Linked DNA regions of Mus musculus: all the other regions are linked to region 3. The links are chromatin contacts, called in public promoter capture Hi-C maps. All regions are on one chromosome and are shown on one strand. The core of a region is the stretch at or near the end of the contact, and the rest is flanking DNA. Distances in the headings are between cores, read along the strand shown.

Region 1 (3,340 bases), core at 719-3,218, 2.4 Mb after region 3:
CTGGTTTTTATTCCCAGCAGAACTGCCTACTGGCTCTGTAGGCCTCTCAGTGCCCATTGTTTCTGAGGGACATATAGTTCTCTGTCCTTTGCTTGGATTGTTCCTCCTGTACCTATCCTAGCAGCGTACAGGGACTGCCATTGGCCAGTGATACCCCTGAGGGCTAGGAAGAGCTGGAGGCTCCTCATCAGGCTGCAAAGGTGACCTGGCACATTCCTGACCCTGAATTCCTTTGTTCTTAAAGGAAGTCATAAGACTGGCAAGCTGGCTAAGTCATCTAGGATGAGTCTCTCTACTCGCTGGGGCCTCAGTGGCTCCAGCTGTAATGTGGGTACAGAAAAGTAGGGCTCAAGTTTTCTGATGGAATGGAGGAGCTTGGGAGCACGGCAGGCCTGACTGGCAGGTGGAAACACGTGCACTGCTGTTCTGGGAGCCTACCTAGCTGCAGTGATCCTACCCACTGCAGGAGCAAAAAGCCAGAGTGGGAGAGCCAGACGGCCCTGCTGAAAATGGTGCCATGTGGCCAAGGTCCAGGTGCCTGCCTCAGGTTCCTTCAGTCACTCAGTGAGGGCTTTTGAAAGCACTCCCTTCACAGGGGTGGGATGGGACATGCTAGGCCTCAGAATGTAAGCCCAGTCCTGGTCTCTAGGGACGTGTGTCCCCCTGTGGCCTTCTCACGCTGCAGCCTGACCCATCTCCTGCTGTTCCCAGTATAGCATGAATATTCTCTGACGTCAGGGGCGTCTGTGGGGACCATCCTCTTCCCAGTCTAGCATCAAGTGATATGATTTAAAGCGAGGGCTTCAGAGTCAGCTAAACTACAGTTTAATTTTGACTCAGACATACAGTTGCCCTGTGACATCACTTCTTTCAGCTGGGTCATCTTCTCTGTAAGATGAAGTTAGAGAGAGAATCGACAGAAATGATGAATGCATGTGCCAAGTGTGTGTCCAGGGCCTGGTCTGTCATAACTGATCCATCAGTGACAACTGCAGGCGTTATTAACAATAAGCATCGTGCTTCATTAACCATCGTACAATATGATTAGAAGACTTGAAATTTATATAATGTGTGTGTGAATGTGACAGTGTGCGCGTGCCTGTGACAGTGTGTGCGTGCCTCTGTGTGTGTGTGTGTGTGTGTGTCAGTGTGTGTGAGAGTATGTGTGTGTGCTTGTGTGTGTGTGTGTGAGAGAGAGAGTGTGTGTGCGTGTGTGTGTGAGAGTATGTGTGACTGTGTGTAAGAGATAGTGTGTGTGTGTGAGAGAATGTGTGTGAGAGAGTATGTGTGTGTGTGAGAGTATGTGTGTGTGAGTGTGTGAGAGAGTATGTGTGTGTGCATGTGTGTGTGAGTATGTATGTGAGAGAGTATGTGTGTGTGAGAGAGTATGTGTGTGTTCGTGTGTTGTGTGAGAGAGTATGTGTGCATGTGTGCATGTGTGTGACTGTGTATGAGAGATAATGTGTGTGTGTGAGAGTGTGTGTGCGTGTGTGTGAGAGTATGTGTGCATGTGTGCGTGTGTGTGACTGTGTGTGAGAGATAGTGTGAGGGGGAGCGAGAGAGTGGTGTGTGTGTGTGTGTGTGTGTGTGTGTGTGTGTGCATGTGTTGTCATCATGGTGAACTCCTAGGCACGTTTCATTACCCACTTTGACATTAGCAGGATTTGGTGACCCTTACTGATTCACAGGCTTTAAGTACATCAAGCTGTGCAATTCATGGTAGGACCTGCACTTTGGCTAGACAAGAGGCACTGCCTACTCAGATTGTCTCTGCCCACTCCCCACCCAGTTCAGACTGGCATACAGAAGGCAGTTGTTCCTCTTCCCCTCTAAACATGTGTAAGCCCTTTGAGACTAAGCTTTTCCTCGTCCACATCCTGATCTGATCTTGGGCAGGTCTTAGGAGGCAGAGCTGACAAGAAAGCATTCTTTCTGTAGATGTAAGGAAATAATACTGGCCCTGGCTAATGTAAACACGAGCCTTGTTGACCCAGCCTGCGCCTCGGAGGGCAGGGCATGAAGCACCTTCCCCCACACTGTCTCATCCAATACTCAAGCCACCAGAGCAGCAGCTATTTTTATCTTCATTTTACAGATGAGGAAGTTGGCGTGGGGAGCTGGCTTAGAGTGGCTCATGAGAGTCGATTGTTAAATTTTTAGGAATTGTGTGAGCCGATTGTTAGACACAGCCATTGTTAGAACTAAATCATAATAAACTTACAACTGAGTGATCTGTACTGAAAGAAGCTGATAAATTCTCAGAAGTCATCGCTTCCTAATTACTTTCTTACATCAAGACATTATCAGTGTGCTTAAGGTAAACTCCTTTTATCTGAATGGTGGAAACGCCTATGACTGAACAAGGTACTAAGCTCTGAGCTTCACATCTCTTAGGTGACTTGGCCTCAGCCGGGTAGAGTGTTTATACTGTGGAGATGCACAACCCCCAGGCATCGTGGGGCCCCTCCTCTGTCCCTTTTTAGAGAACCTGTTTCTACACATTTACCAGCACATCAATGAGGCTGACAATGACAGAGATGTGACCTGGCAAAGGAGCCTACCTAAGAAGGTGCAGAGCTGGGGTTGAACCCTATGGCGCAAGGACTGATTCTGCCCAAAGCTTAAGTCACAGACCTGAATTACCAGGTCCCCTCTCCTGTGTTTTCAAGTCTAGCGGAGAAAAGAACCCTTCATGCTACTCTGAGCAACCCACTTTGCCCTGCTCACGCCCTTCCTCTCGTCATTGCTCCTCCCCCTAAATACTGTCTCCCCAGAGGCTGCTAAACCACATACACATGAACCTAGCGTACAGAGGTCAGTGTTGTCTGGCCATCTGCCTACTGGCAGTGGGACTGCCTTCCATGAGACAGAGGGGACTCCCTGTCTGTGTAGTTGGCCTCTATTCTACCTGGATCTCTGTATCTCACCTAGAACACCAACCCCTCCCATCATCAACAGTGGCATTCTCTCCCAAGTCCCTGAACATTACTGTGCTCTTGTCCCAGCAGAGCCAAACCAGGTCATTAGTTCTTTGTTCAGCATCTCCTGCCTTCCCCGTGAGGATCCCACTCCATCTGGCCTCTTAGCCTTGTCTTCCACCCTTCCCCCTCCGTCACTTTGCTTCAGACACTCTGGCCTCTTTCACGCCCCGCAAACACACCAAGTGCACTCTAGCTCTCCTTTCCCCGGTACTTCTATGACTGTTTCCTTGTCTCCTGCAGGTCTTTGCTGAGTTGAAATGTCACCGTCTCTTCTATTTAATACTGTATGATCTGTCTTCTCTCTCATACATGTATTCTCAATAAAATTTTATGATAATGTCTATCATACTCTAAGGCAA
Region 2 (3,328 bases), core at 648-3,147, 2.4 Mb after region 3:
GGGCAGCATCCACAGCAGACATGGTCCTCTCGCTTGGCACAGCCACACAGATCTGGCCCCATGGAGCTTCTGGGTCTGTGCTTGTCTGCTAATCACCTGTTATCCCTGGCCACGCATTGAAACCCCCCCCACCCCCGCCCCCCGACTGACTTTACAGGCCAGAATCCAGCCAGCTGGAAAGAGGCAGCAGGCAACTTTCAGAATGAAATCTGTTTTCCTAACCTTCCGTCACAGTCATTCATACTCAACACGCCGAAGCATATTTTTAGTCAGTTCACAGAATTTAAAAGACACCTTGAAGGCGCCAAGAAACACCAGCTTGGGGATTAACTCTGCTCACTAAGACAGTGGAGTGTGTGTGTGTGTTCGTGTGTGTGTGTGTGTGTGTGTGTGTGTGTGTGTGTGTGTGTGTGTGTATGTGTGTGTGTGTGTGCTTGAGTGCCTTATGCTTTGTCATCCGTTGGCTATGCCATGACTCACTGTGGTTGACACCTTCACAAGATGTTCCTGTTGTGGACGTGGGCTCTGGAGCAGCCTGCACTAGCAAGATGATTTCAGGGCCCTGGCTTCGTACCAACCAGACCATTGACTAGTTGTCTGTTTATGACGGGTCACCTTGGTGACCTGAAGTCTGTCTGTGAAACAGACAGAAACCACTGGATATCTGAGGGGCTGAATTAAGTCTCCCCTGACTCTCTCATTTGAACCAAGGGTTTGGCACATACTAGGGAGAACATGCTATACTGGGTTTTAACTTCTTTCTTTCCTTTTACATATTTATTTATTTAGAGACGTGTTGGCCTGGACTCGCTGGCCTGGAACCTCGGAGTTTCACCTGCCTCTGCCTCCCAAATGATGGACTTACAAGAGAAGACTGTTCTTTACACAGAAGCTACCTAGCCATTCTCCAGAACTGACAACCCCCCCCCCCCCAACGTGCTCAACTACCTGGACTATATTCCCCCAATAGAAACAAAGACCCAGAAAGATAGAGGTTTCGTCCAATGTTAAGCCACACGCAAGAGCAGATATAGGCTAGGATCCAGCTTTCCAACTTTCACTAAGGGTTTTGGGGAGATGGTACCCCCCTCAAAGGCTTTTTCTGCTCCATCCCCTCTCCTTCTCGTTTGTCTGAGATTGGATCTCTCCTGACTCAGCCTCCCAAACGCTGGGGTTACAGGTGTAGGACACCCTGCCTGGCATTGAGGAGGCCCTCCTGGTTCTTTTGGGCTCTAATCCGAGCCCTGGTTCTCACAAGCTCCACTCTATGGGGGGTAGAGATATGGTCAGAGTGAGCCCAGGTCATAGCATGGAGGTGCTTCTCTATAGAGGAGAGCAATGGACCTTCATGAGGTCTGTGTCCTGGGTCCACCAATCATGTTTCTTAGGCAGCGCTGCCTAAACAGACTGAATTAAGGTGAGTAACTGTTGGAGTCAGCTCTACAACAGGTTCCCCAGTTTTGACCATCTGAGACTTTTTTTTTTTAATGCGTAGCTTAAGCCATGGGCCTTCCTCGGCCTCAGCCAGGGGTCCTCTCCCATCGCAGGGGCAGGGTGGAAGTTGAGTAGGGTCTGGGGTACCCTTCTTCCCTCACCTAAATCCTAATCGGTGCTGCAGCTCCCCGCAATCGCTTCCTGATCCCCGAGGGTTCCGTGGCCGCAGCGCTACTGCGTGACTTGCGCCCCCGTCAGGCGGGTGGGGCTGTGCGGCCAGGCGCCCCCGCACCCCCCGGGGCAGCACGTGCGGGGCGGGGCTGTGGCTTGAGCCCGGAGGTGATTGGGCACACGAGCTTGGTGGGCGGGGCCGGCCGCAGCTGTCAGAGCCGCCGGGGCCGCGCGTCTCACTGACTGAACAGTAGCAGCGGCGCAGCCAGGGCTGGAGCCCGAGCGCAGAAGCGGACGGGCCGGGCCGGGATGGTGCAGCGGCGGCTCCGCGGCGCGCGCACGCACTGAGCGGGCCCGGGCTGGGCCTCGCGTCCCCCGAGCCCCCCGCGCCCCCCGCCGCCCCGGCCCGGGCCGGCATGATGTGCCTGGAATGCGCCTCGGCGGCGGCGGGCGGCGCGGAGGAGGAGGAGGCGGACGCCGAGCGGCGGCGCCGGCGCCGGGGGGCGCAGCCAGGGGCTGGAGGTAGCGCTTGCTGCGGGGCGCGGGGTGTTGGGGGCGCTGGAGTCGTGTCCGCCGACGAAGAGGTGCAGACGTTGTCCGGCAGCGTGAGGCGGGTCCCGTCCGGACTCCCCAGCATCCCCAGCACCCCTGGCTGCGCAGCAGCTGCCAAGGGCCCCAGCGCGCCGCAGCCCAAACCGGCCAGCTTAGGCCGAGGGCGGGGGGCAGCTGCTGCCATCCTGAGTTTAGGCAACGTGCTCAACTACCTGGACAGGTACACTGTGGCAGGTGAGCAAATGCCCCATCTAGCCCGAGGACCAGGGCCCTTCCATCCCAGATGCCCTAGGGAGCTTTTGGTTGCCAGCTCCCTAGATCCAAGCCCTCTGGAGAGTCCCTAAGGACCCTCTGTTCAAGCGATGCTTTGGCGTTCCATGGGTCCAATCCAAAGCACCCCACGCTCCCCGTGTTAGGGATTGGTGGAGTTTCCACCCCTGGAGCAGCTTGTGAGCCTTCGCCAAGCCCTTGACGGCTCATCCGTTGTCCTCCCAGAGTCTCCTCTGCGTCTCTCTTGCCTTATCGCCTGTGCGCCCCCTTCCTCCACAGCCGCAGGTTCCCCGGCCTCTCCTCCTTTTCCCTTAGTCCAGGCCGTCTGTGCTTGCACGGCCCGTCTGTTCCTTCTTTCCTCGGTCTCAGCCACCCCCCTGCATGCGTGCGGCCAGTGTGTGCGCCTCTTGCGGGTGTGCGCCAGGCAGCCGGAGTGTGCGCGCGCGTGGCAGCGCGGATATGTGTGTGTGAGCTTGTAAGCGCGTGGCTGACAAAGGCTCGGGCCTGCGGGGAGCCGAGGGAGGGGCGGGGCGGGTCCGTGCCGCCTGGGGACCCAGGATGCGGTTTGCAGCTGGCCCTGGCTTGAGGCCTGGAGACGCCTCCTTCTGCTCCATGGCGCTTGGAGCCTGGAGCAGGGCATAGGCCTGGGGGCGGGGGCTGGGGGGGTTGGTCTAAAGAGAGGCAGCCTCATGCTCCTTGAGCATCTCTGCGACTCAACCCCAGGTTTGAGACTGAAATGGATACAACTGGGTTTCTATCCTGAATGTGCTTAATGTGTGTGTGACCTTGGGCCAGTTTCAGCTTGTGTTTAGGTCTGTTTCCGTTTGTGAATTGATTGATCCCTGGGCCTCTTAGTGTGGATGTGACTCTGGGATTCTATTCTGCTGGCGTCTCTCCCTGT
Region 3 (3,555 bases), core at 813-3,312:
TCTTCAAATATACAGGTGCTGTAACCCCAGGGCAGAACTACTCCCCTTTCTGTTGCTTTGTAAAAGTACCAAGGTAATTTTATGTAACGTAAAACATTAGAAAAGATCAGAGCAGGCCGGGCGGAGCTGGCGCACGCCTTTAATCCCAGCACTCATTTCTGAGTTTGAGGCCAGCCTGGTCTACAGAGTGAGTTCCGGGACAGCCAGGGCTACACAGAGAAACCCTGTCTCGGAAACACCACCACCCCCCCCCAAAAAAAAAAAAAAAGAAAAGAAAAAAGAAAACATCAGAGGAGCCAGGTGTGGTGGCCCAAGCCTTTTAACTTAACACTCAGAAGGCAGAGGTAGGAGGATCTGAGTTCTAGGCCAGCCTGGGCTACACAGTGAGACCCTTTGTTTAAAATAATCATGATTTGCAAAAGAGCAAGCCCGTATAAATAAAGATGAGGAAGGACCAAGCATTCTCTCGTAAAAAGCCACGTGTATGGATGTGCTGTCAAGGAGTTTGGCAGGGCCTCGTTCTAAAATGAACACTGCCTGAAGGTACTCTGGGTTTACCTCCGTTTTCGGCCCATTTCCGTGTCCCATTTTCTAGTTTGAGACTTTACCAATCTCAAACCATAAGCTTCCCCACCCCCGCTTCTACTCACCGACTCCCTCTTTTGCTTTCGGAGCTGGCTGGCGCGATGCCTCTGGTCTATTCGGCTGAGCTGCCTCTTCAGCTTCTTGCAGAGGATTTTCGGTCCTACCCGGCCTGGAAGGCAGATCGGAAGTGGCTGCTCTTCTCCTCTCAGTCAAATCAACCAACAAGAACCTTCCTGCGCCGCTTAAGAGCCTTGGGCAAGGGTCCCAAGTCTAGTCTCGGTGTGGGCACGGGTACCGGCTAAGCAGCCCCTCTCCCTCCTGTCTACTCACCTTTGCTGTCCCGTTGTGCGGACCCACCGCCGTGATGCCGCCCGCCTTTATGAGCTTTATTCTGCTGCTTCAGCGGCCCGGAGCGGTGAGCCGCCATTCTGCAGTCCACGTGTGCACCAAGTGAACTCTACTTCCGGGCGGACCCGAGCGTTTCCGGCCCTGGGGACGGACTTCAGGCTTAGCACTTCCGCGACCTCTCGCGAGGTTTTTTGCCGCCAGCCTGCAAGCGCAGCGCCCTGAGTGTCCGCAGAGACGTCGTGGTGCCTTTTCCCACGCTGCAGTCCTCTGCTGAGAGATGGAGGATGCCGGCAGGAGTCTCCCGGCTCCGGCTCTGGATTAGGAGGTCAATTTTGCGCCCATCTTTCCATTTTTGCACGCTTCAGTTGCATCACGTGGGAAGAAATAAAAGTCTTTTCACGTAGACTATTGCACGCCGCTCTCTGCGGTCCCAGTGAACTGTACAAAGGGGTGACATTTGTACCTGAGTGGCCTTTCCTTTCCTCTATTACTCTAATTTCCAACGCGAAGCACTTAGAAGGGGCTCGTGTCACCGGCTCTGGAATGTCTCTTATTCCAACTCGCGCCCCCCTCTTCCCACAAATCTGCAAGATGAACCAAAGCGGATGTCGGCGACCCGGAGGAGGGCGAAGACTTCCCCTTGCGCTCGGGCACCTGTTCTTAGGAGCTCACAGTCGGGTCCTTGCTTTCCTCCTGCAAGCTTTGCGACTGAGCTGCAAGTAATATATGAACACTCCACAGGATCCGGAGGAGTGACAGGACCAGGTTCGAACCACAGTGACGCAGAGCCGAGACCCTGGCTCCGTATAGCTCCTCTCCCAGGGGCCAGAAGTCGGGAGCGGTCACGGTGGTTGAGGTTTGCCCAGACACAAGCACATTCCCAAAGTCCGCCCGCTGCGCGGCGCAGGCCGGAGCGGCTGACTTCCCAGCGCTCACAATGCGGGTTCGCGCCCTCGGGGCGGGAGCCGGCCAGTCGCCATGACAACCGTCCCTGCGGCGCGCGCCCGGCCCCGACGCCCCCAGGCGTCCGCACCCGCCCTTGACCCCCCCCCCCACCTCCCCAGTTGCGGCGCACACACCCCCTCCCTGCCGGCAGTGGGAAGGGGCCGGGCCTGCTGCCTGACGTCTGCGGGGCTCGGAAGATGGCTGCGGAGCTGAGCACCGGGCAGTGGCTGCGGCGGCTGCAGGCGGGGAGCGCAGCGGGCGGGGACTCCGCCTCGCGTGTGGGGCGCTGAGTCGGGAGGCGCGGAGGCGGTGAGGGCGCACCGGGGGCTCGGGGGGCCACTCGGTGCCACCTGCCCGCCACCTGCCGCACCATGGGCAGCGCAGAGGACGCGGTCAAAGAAAAGCTGCTGTGGAACGTGAAGAAGGAGGTACGGTCCGGGGCAAGGTCTCAAGGGGCTCGCACCCCTCCCGCGCTGGCTCGGGAGCAGAGAGGTGGAGGCACCCACGCGCGCGGCTGCCAGCCCACCGTGCCAGGCGGGGGCGGGGTCCTGGGCGGGCCGCGCCCCACGCCCCTCTCTGCATGTCCCGGGCAGCGCCCTCGGCCAGGGTCAGGCTTGCGCCCTGGGGCTTGTTTGCTCCACGGTGCTCCCGTTCCCCGCCCAGTGACGGCAGCAGCGCGGGGAGACCGCGATCGGGGGAGGGGTGGCGGCGATTGCTGGAGAACCCGAGTTGCCCATTCATTGCGGGTACTGCCCGGGGAGGGGGCGGGGTCCCCACGGGCCTCCTGGAGGCTGCGAGCCACAGTTCCAGGGGCTTCGCCCTCGGGTGTCCAACACACCGCCCTCTTGTGTTCCCCTGGCAAGTGAGTCGTGGCTAGCAGAGGGTTCGCTGCACACCTCACCGTTTCTCCCTCCACGCCCACCTCCTTACCCAGGAACTCGGGTATTTTTAAGAATGGTTTTTAAGACTCAGATTATTTTTGCCCTTTTGAGGGAAATCCTTCAGAAACAAGAGTTTCTCTCCACTAATTCCCTTTACCTTGACGCTGCTTAGAAGCTCATTTCAATTTCGGGGGTTGGGAGGGGGGGGCTGCTCATACGAATGACTCACCAGCTTGTGAAAGAGCCTGCAGTGTAGATGAGATGAGTGAGGCCTCCCTCCTCAGCCTGCCTCTCTAGCTGGGTCTACCAGGTGTGAACTATGGAAGGCAAAAACAAAACAAAACAAAACAAAAAACCTGTCTGCTTGTTCACTGTTTTGTTTCCAGAGCCTGGCACACTGGTAGGCACTCTAATAAATATAGCTGCTGATCCTGGAAACTGAGGTTTGGTGAGATAGTCTTGAGTTGTCCAGACTTACTTGAGCTTTACTTGTGAACTTGAGTAAAGTTACTTAAACTCAAGTCTTGGTTTCCTAGTTTCTTTTTAAAATAGGATAATACTGTTTCTCTCACATACATAAATGTATCATATTTTTTCATGCACCCTTGGAGTTTGACGGTGGTTTGAGAAGACTCTGGACTCTCTGCATTAACCCTGACCTGGCTCGTGTGCCCTAACTGTTCCCTTCCTTCTTGACATCACCTTTCCAGCTTGCATGAACAGCTTCACTGTGCTTTTGCTGTGAAGTGGCCAAGTGAGGGTTTCTTAGGCCAGGCGAATAGGAACTATGGGCATG

Evidence for each region. Promoter capture Hi-C pulls out the DNA fragments that hold promoters and counts their contacts.
Region 1: a promoter capture Hi-C map of liver shows a contact between it and region 3, with 3 times the contacts expected there. The contact joins the enhancer-like site here to the promoter of Sgsm2 in region 3. A contact is called at or near these places in 6 of 39 promoter capture datasets (cranial neural crest, embryonic stem cells, frontonasal cranial neural crest and 3 more).
Region 2: a promoter capture Hi-C map of pre-B cells shows a contact between it and region 3, with 4 times the contacts expected there. The contact joins the promoter of Spns2 here to the promoter of Sgsm2 in region 3. A contact is called at or near these places in 5 of 39 promoter capture datasets (cranial neural crest, hippocampal neurons, liver and 2 more) and 1 of 115 datasets of contacts at active chromatin or transcription factors (embryonic stem cells).

The regions. Positions count from the first base shown.
Region 1 is chr11:72,465,914-72,469,253 of GRCm38.p6, reverse strand. All of the region lies in intron 2 of Spns2 (spinster homolog 2), which reads left to right. Among named protein-coding and RNA genes, the nearest start is that of Gm40194, 10 kb to the right of the region's middle. Within about 2 kb of position 1,968, at least 162 of the 459 cell types and tissues checked have an H3K27ac peak or open chromatin away from gene starts, as enhancers often do. A contact at or near this core is called in liver, where this site is marked.
Region 2 is chr11:72,488,489-72,491,816 of GRCm38.p6, reverse strand. Spns2 (spinster homolog 2) reads left to right here and starts at 1,897. Exons shown (of 13, transcript NM_153060.3): 1 at 1,897-2,391. The coding sequence starts at 2,022.
Region 3 is chr11:74,895,576-74,899,130 of GRCm38.p6, reverse strand. It overlaps Sgsm2 (small G protein signaling modulator 2), which reads left to right and starts at 2,062. Exons shown (of 23, transcript NM_197943.3): 1 at 2,062-2,306. The coding sequence starts at 2,250. It overlaps Tsr1 (TSR1 20S rRNA accumulation), which reads right to left and starts at 1,051. Exons shown (of 15, transcript NM_177325.3): 1 at 916-1,051; 2 at 651-754. The coding sequence starts at 1,012.